2 separate regions of the Mus musculus genome follow, and region 2 is linked to region 1. The links are chromatin contacts, called in public Hi-C maps. All regions are on one chromosome and are shown on one strand. The core of a region is the stretch at or near the end of the contact, and the rest is flanking DNA. Distances in the headings are between cores, read along the strand shown. Region 1 has its middle 3.3 kb from the start of Gm31720. Region 2 overlaps Gm32123 (predicted gene, 32123).

Region 1 (3,609 bases), core at 310-2,809:
ACCTTGATTGCACTTCACCCCACCGTCAGAGCCCTCTGAAAGGGAAGGCAGTCGGGGAGGCTTCTGCTACGGTTTGGATTTGACTTTTCTCCAACTCTCTTATAAAGACTTGGTTCCCAATAAAATGTGTTGAGGGCTATCAGTGCATCGGAGAGATGCTTGGGGCCTCGAGACTCCATCCTAACAAAGGAGGGACACAGAGTGAGTCAGGTCCCTTGTCCCGCCCAATCTTTTTTGTTCATCTAGTGCCTTCACATCCTTCCTCCGTGTGGGGCAGCATGGGGCCCTCACCAGTAGCTGAGCAGACCATACATTCAAATAAACCTCTTTTTGTATATTTCCTAGTATGGAGTATTCTGTATAAGAAACAGGAAATGGGGGGCTGGTGAGATGGCTCAGTGGGTAAGAGCACCCGACTGCTCTTCCGAAGGTCCAGAGTTCAAATCCCAGCAACCACATGGTGGCTCACAACCATCCCTAACGAGATCTGACTCCCTCTTCTGGAGTGTCTGAAGACAGCTACAGTGTACTTACAGATAATCAATAAATAAATCTTAAAAAAAAAGAAAAAAAAAAGAAAAAGAAACAGGAAATGGCCTCAAGCCCTGTTCCTAGATAATCGGGGAGAGGGGTTGGGTCTAATTCAGTTTATTGGCAACAATCATCCCTTAAACAGCCAACTACACATTGTTCAAAGCTGTCCCGCGTAATACTCCACCCCACTGTCACACCATCGGATAAGGTAGGCAAGACCAGTAACAGCCATTAGCAGGGACAGTTGGTAGTCACCAAAAGAGAAGAAAAAAATAACAAATTGAGGGCCCTTGGGACGATTTCATCATTGCTATTAACAGCTAGTAAAAGCTAGCATTGTTGGGGACAGGCTACCTACATATATTGCACTAACATGATATATATACAAGGCACGCATCACCTCCACATGCAAGCTTTTATCTCCACTCTCATTAGAAAATAAGTTCAGAAAGGATACTTGAATCCAGTGCTATCTGGCTCCACACCTAGAATTCTCAGCCATCTTCTAAAAGGGCCACTGCCTGGTAGCCACTGCCTCACCCTCTAGGCTCCCCCCATAAGCCCTCCAGGCTCCGTGGTCACTGCTTTGACCTGGGATACTGAAGCTGAGATCCTCCAGGCCACAGAGACTGAGATCCTTCCAGAGGCGCTCCTGAACCCAGCTCTCTTGGGAAAAGGAAATGAAGTAGGGCAAAGGTCTCTGGTACCAAAGCTGATCGGACAGAGTTATGTTCTGTCCAACGTGAAGCTCTGACTTGAACCTCTTTGGTGGCAAGTCCTAACGTCTGCCCCTTGGGCTATCTCTGAGGTAAGGAGGGTGGCTAGCTGGCTGATGGAGGTGCGTGTGGGGAGCATATCAATACAGTCACTGAGCCTCCTAACTGAGGAGGCTCTAATTGCAGCGCTCCAAAAGCAAGCCCTGGGGTTTAGTTGAAACTGACCCTTGTAGAGTGCCCTGGAAGCAGTGCAATTTATAGAGAGGCTAAACCTAAAGCAGGCCAATCTCTGCAAAGCAAGGGAGGAGCCTGAAGGAGGGCCTGGCTCTAGGGCTGCTGGCACAGCTGTGAGCCCAAACTGCTGATTCTGCCCTCCCACCCCCCCCTCCAGCTCGGCGAGGGAGGGAAAGCCACGCCCACATGCAGCCCAGTGGGATCAATTAGAGGATTTGCGGCCAAACACCAGAGGGGTGTGCCTCCTCTGCTCCGTCTTGCAGGTTGCTATAATAAGGAAGCACCTATGACACTACACAGATTAATACTCCACTGAGCAAATTAATCCTCGGAATTTCACTCACTACCTGTGGCTTATAAATTTTAATTGGCTCTAAACTGCCACCTGAACTGATGTGCAAGTGTAGGGATGCCAGAAACGGCCCAAGCCTCAAACACACGTGGATGTAACCTCTAGAAAAGGGGGTGTGGGTGGGAAGGGCTATTACAGATGCCAAGTAAATGGGTAAAGAGCATAAAGTTCCAGTAGCCACCTCAGTATCCCCACCACCACTGAGGAAGCTGGAGGAAGAGAATAGAGACTACACTCAGGAAATCTGTACCTCCGTCCCCTGCTCTTCCTGCCCAGGATTCCGGTCCCCGATTAACTGGGCAACTCCACAAGCTGTGACGGAGCACTGGGTATGGGTCAGTACTGTGGCATTTAGATACGGGATACAGAAGCCCCACTCAGAGAGATCTGTGTACCAGCGGAGGCAGCACTGCTATGAAGACGCTGAGGTAGACGCGGAAGGAGAGTCTCCTAGGGAGGCCCAGTTCTCTCTGTTTCTATCACAGAACACACGGGCTTTGTCCCCCCTCCCTCTTTGAAGACAGGTTTATGAAGCTTCTGTAGCCGGGCAAACTTGGTGGCCTCTGCTGCTGATATGCTTGTAGTTCAGCAGCATCCACAGCCTGTCCTGGAACCAGACGCTCCTCTCTGGTCCTCTGCTACATGGCTCTTTCCTTAGAAGCGAGACACACGGCTTCCCTTGAACTTCCCGCGGGAAAGGCAAAGGTCTGTATTGCTCCACCCAATGGTAGTAGCTACTACTTGTGTCTACAGAACCCTTGAAATGTGGCTGCCTCTCCTGATGAACTGACTCCTGCTTCATTTAACATTCTCCCTCCTGGTCTCTCAGCCCTGCCAGACTTCCTCTATGACCTCTATCTTCCTCTATCAAATACACTTCCTTACTTGAGCATGTACACGTGTGTGTGTGTGTGTGTGTGTGTGTGTGTGTGTGTGTGTGTAGGTCTAAGAACATCTTCCAGGAGTCAGCTCTGTCCTTCCACCATGTGGATTTCCAGGATTTAACTCGAGTTATAAAATTTAGAGGCAAAGCTACTTTTAACTCATAGAGCCATCTCACCAGACCTCAACCACAATTCTTTAAAAAAAAATTTTTTTTACTTTATTATTTTTGTATGTTTTGTTTTGCACCTCATGTGTGCAGTGCCCTCAGAGGCCAGAAAAGGCCACGGAATTTCCTGGGACTGGAGTCACAGATGGTTGTGATCCAACATGTGGGTGCTGGGAATTGAACCTTGGTCCTCTGAAAGAGCAGCCAGTGCTCCTATCAGCTGATCCATCTCTCTGGTCCATCAACAATTCTCGAACCATCCTCTCTGTAAAAGGTCAAACAAACCAGCTGAATGTCTCTAATCCTAGCTCTTCAGAGGGGGAGGCAGGAGGATCAAAAGTTCCAGACATCCAAGGCAACATAGCCAGAGCTTGTCTCAAAAATGAAATGGGCTGTGGAGATAACTTGATTATAAATCACATGTCATACAGGCATGAGGACCTGAACTTGGTCCCCAGAACCCATGTTAAAAAGCTGGGTGTGGAGGTATTGGGTGGGCAGATGGTTCATGTAGGCACAGGAGGGAGTGTGGGGTGGAAAACTACTGGAACACACAGTCTTTGCCATTGGGAAGGTCAGAAAAAGCAGGGTGTGTTCACAGAGCAGAGAGAGGCTGTGTGGGGGAGGGATGGAGGGAGATGAAGCCGGATTACAAAAACCTGGCCAACTGAGCTGTTGGGTGTTGTTTTTAAAAAACCAAATTCCCAATTGTTCGATTTTTA
Region 2 (3,609 bases), core at 632-3,131, 580 kb before region 1:
ATGGTGGCTTGTTCAGCAAGTGACAAATGTCATGGCAGTGGATGGCTTAAAGCTATTTTTTTCTTTTTTTGAAAAGGGACAAAGAGGCCACTTGGGAAGCACTCGCGTTAATTACAAGGGAATTTACATTTATTGAAACTTCTCAAACCCTCTAACAGAGGGTTAAGATATGTATTCAAAAAGCAATAAAATAGCAGTCCTTCCCTTATGCTCAGCCACCCATGCTGGTTCTCCACCATCTACCCTTGCATGCAAGTTGTCTTGAGTCATTTGGTTAATGCTATACATAAACACATGTGTGCACTCATGGCAATCTTATATTGAGCAGAGGGTAACTGTCTTTCTATGGATCCCCCCCATTCTTCCTAGATATTCATTTGAAGAATAACCAATCACTACAATTATCTTTCTATCCAGACAGCTTGAATAAGGTATCTTTAGATTTTTGCATTCAAATCTTTTTCTATAAAACAACTTAGTTCTTACAAGTTTATTCAGCTTAAAGGAATGAAGGCTTATTCTAGATTCTATGCATTTTGATCTCTGTGTGTCTGTCAGTCTCTTCCTCCCCCTCCCTCCCTCCCCCTCCCTCCCTCCCTCCCTCCCTCCCTCCCTTCAGCATTGCCCCCCAAGGTCTAATACATGCTAGGTAAGGACTCTAGCACTGAGCTATATCCTTTTTATTAATTTTGAAACAGTTTTAATAATTTGCCCAGGCTGGCCTTGAACTCACTCCCTAGCTCAGGCTGCTCTTGAACTTGTGACTCCTCAGACCTTCAAGTCCCTCTGACTTTCTTACACATCTTTCATGGAATTCATACTGAGCCGACTGCTATGCCAGGCTTTTAATATTTCTGCCATTCATCTAGTTATTCTTTAAATGTTTATTTAGAGCTATTATGTGCCATTGCGCTGGGCCAGAAACTGGAGTTGCCAAAGTCGTGGTCCTTGCTTTTAAGTAGCTCATGATCTTTCAAAGAAGACAGAAGGCCATCGAATCCTGAGCTGATGACCTGAACTCAGGGCTCAGTATGGCAAACAAAAGGCCAAGGACTGAGCTTAAACCTTAGCATCTCCACTTCCGGAACTTCATAATCTTTGTGGATCTCAGTTTCTTTATCTGTAAAATGGGAGGAAGTAGGAATACAAGTGGGCAACGTTATGAACATTCTCTTCACAAAATTTTAGAATCCATTTGTACTTTTTAAAAGTCAGTCATGCATTGGTTTGAAATTTTACTAAGATACAAATTCCAACCAAGTGGGCACCAGTATGAACACTGCTACTTTCTTCACGGAACAAAAGATAAAACTGAGCTAATTACTTTTGATATCAAAAGGTCAATTATTTGTAGGTTCCAAATCCTCCCCCCTGTGGTCATCTCTTTGGCAGGAAACATGACTAAGCCTGTGGGAGTGGAAAGAGGAGGATGGGCTGGGCTTATCTAGTGGCTTGGAGTCAGCTGGGGAGCTGAGGTCAGGCAATGGGAGGAAGGATCAAATTTAAATGAAGAGAAAGGTTGAAGTTGCTAGCAAAGGAGCTGGACTTCAGAGAGGGCCCAGGCGCATGAGGCTACTTCACATAACAATGTTTTTCCTTTACTTATTCAACAACATGTTCTTCCATACCAGTCTGGGCAGGTGCTGGTCACACAGGGTGATCCCTCTCCTGGGAAGGTTTGTGATCTAGTTAGGAGGATCAGACATTTCAAAAACCCAAAGGTGGGTGACAATTGCTGGCAGATTAGTCTACATGGCCATCGAACCAGATCTGGCCTGCAGTCAGGGAGGCTGTATTTGAGCGAGTGACAATGGATCTGTGATACAGAGGAAAGAGCTACCAAGGAGTAAGGGAGTCACTACGCAGACGTGGAACAGCATGATGGTGCTGAGGAGCAGCACGAGCTGACTACAGGAACCGTGACTCACCAGTTTTGGTGAAAGTGGTGTTTACCAGCTTTCAGTAAAAAGGGAGAAGGAAGATTGAACCAGAAAGGCAACGACGCTTTGTGTTCATCCATAAGACGGTTTTTTACACAACCATAAAAATATACAGAGAGCACTGAGATACTCGAATGTCAAGATTTCAGAAGCAGTATCAATGGTGTTAGTTTCTTCTAGAAGGGCTTGCATGGGAGCCCTGGCTCTTGCTTTTCACGAGTAAACCATATGTGAGCTTTAAGAGCTCCTGGAAGCAGAAGCCGGTGAGCATCAGTCCTAATCAGGTTCTCTCTCCAGCCCTCACTTCTGACCCCCGAGTCTTCCTGAGAACTGCTGCTGCTCTGACCAGTGAGAACTCGGGAACTACAGCCATTTCTGTTACTCTAGTTCCCTCAACAAGTGCCTCTATGTGTTATGTGGGTAGAGAAAAAAGGGGGGGGGGTTGACAATTCATCAAGTCTAGGAAAGAGATTAAGTAACTACTCGGGCTTTAATTGTGTGCCTTATCGGAGAGTTTGATGTTTGTAACATGCATTATAAGTCTCTAACTGGGGACATAATTAGGAATATTTTCCAAACACATTTGATCTGAAAACATGCTTTTCCTGCGAATCCTGGGCAGATGTGTTTCAGAGTTTGTTTTTGGTAACTGCTACTTAAGTGAGTACCTTAAGTCTGAAACCTCAGTGGACTGGATTGTAGAGGTCACTTTGTCCAAACCTTCCGTGCAACAGAAGGCTGTGACTAAATCCCAGTGACCTTAATCCACCTTGCAGGTGTCACTGCAGACACACCCCTTCCACCAGATACTGTGATGCTGTAGGCGAGAAAAGTGGCACCAAGAGTAGTGATGTCCCTATGTCCTGTGGTGCTACTGCCAGCCAGTTCTGGCTCTGGCCCTCAGTTTCAAGGTGTGTTCAACAAGTACTAAGCATCTGTGGTTCTGAGGACTCAACACTACCTGACAAGTACCTGGCACACCAGAATCACACAGGAGAGTTGTCAGCCAGCTGGCATCTCACCCCAAGAAACACGCACCCTGCTTTATACAACCAATTATATGCAAATATTCTTTGTAGGATATGCAAATACTCATGGCATTTTCTATAGCATTAGGTTTTAGTCTTATTTCTAAGAAAACATACTGAATTCAAGGGCCAGGAGAAACATTCTATTCTATCTGCTGGTGCACCAACCTCCCAGCAAGCTCTTTGATTATTTAACCTGGTGTTAATTTCATTAAGAACAAATGCACCAGACTTTATTATCCTTTAGAAGAACGGAGGCTTCAGAATTAGAACACTGCATATTTATGAGTGTGGGGTGTGTGTGTGTGTGTGTGTGTGTGTGTTTGTGTATGCACAAGCATGAACATGGAGGCCAGAGATCAATGCTGGGTATCTTCCACAATCCTTTCCCATCATATGTTTTTGAGGCAGGGTCTCTCACTGATCTTGCAGCTCACTGCTTCCACTAGACAGGCTGATCAGCAAATCCCTGGAATTCTCCTCTCTGCTGGGCTCTTGCAGGCACATGTCACTGTATCTAGCTTTTATATGGGGTCTGAGGCTGAAACTCAGTCCTTCACACTTGTATGGAGGTTCCTTACAGATTGCTCCATTACACTGGACTCCCCTTTCCATTTTAGAGAAATGGATGTAGGCTCGAT

What was found. Hi-C and Micro-C count contacts between places; a contact is called where the count stands out from the background.
Region 2: a Hi-C map of the N1E-115 cell line shows a contact between it and region 1, with 2.7 times the contacts expected there. The contact joins two enhancer-like sites. A contact is called at or near these places in 2 of 484 Hi-C or Micro-C datasets (the N1E-115 cell line and embryonic fibroblasts) and 2 of 115 datasets of contacts at active chromatin or transcription factors (differentiating embryonic stem cells and embryonic basal ganglia).

What each region holds. Positions count from the first base shown.
Region 1 is chr14:24,528,466-24,532,074 of GRCm38.p6, reverse strand. No RefSeq gene overlaps it. Among named protein-coding and RNA genes, the nearest start is that of Gm31720, 3.3 kb to the right of the region's middle. Within about 2 kb of position 1,559, at least 56 of the 459 cell types and tissues checked have an H3K27ac peak or open chromatin away from gene starts, as enhancers often do. A contact at or near this core is called in the N1E-115 cell line, where this site is marked.
Region 2 is chr14:25,111,328-25,114,936 of GRCm38.p6, reverse strand. It overlaps Gm32123 (predicted gene, 32123), which reads right to left. Exons shown (of 3, transcript NR_153781.1): 3 at 2,006-3,609. Among named protein-coding and RNA genes, the nearest start is that of Gm32123, 3.9 kb to the right of the region's middle. Within about 2 kb of position 1,881, at least 24 of the 459 cell types and tissues checked have an H3K27ac peak or open chromatin away from gene starts, as enhancers often do. A contact at or near this core is called in the N1E-115 cell line, where this site is marked.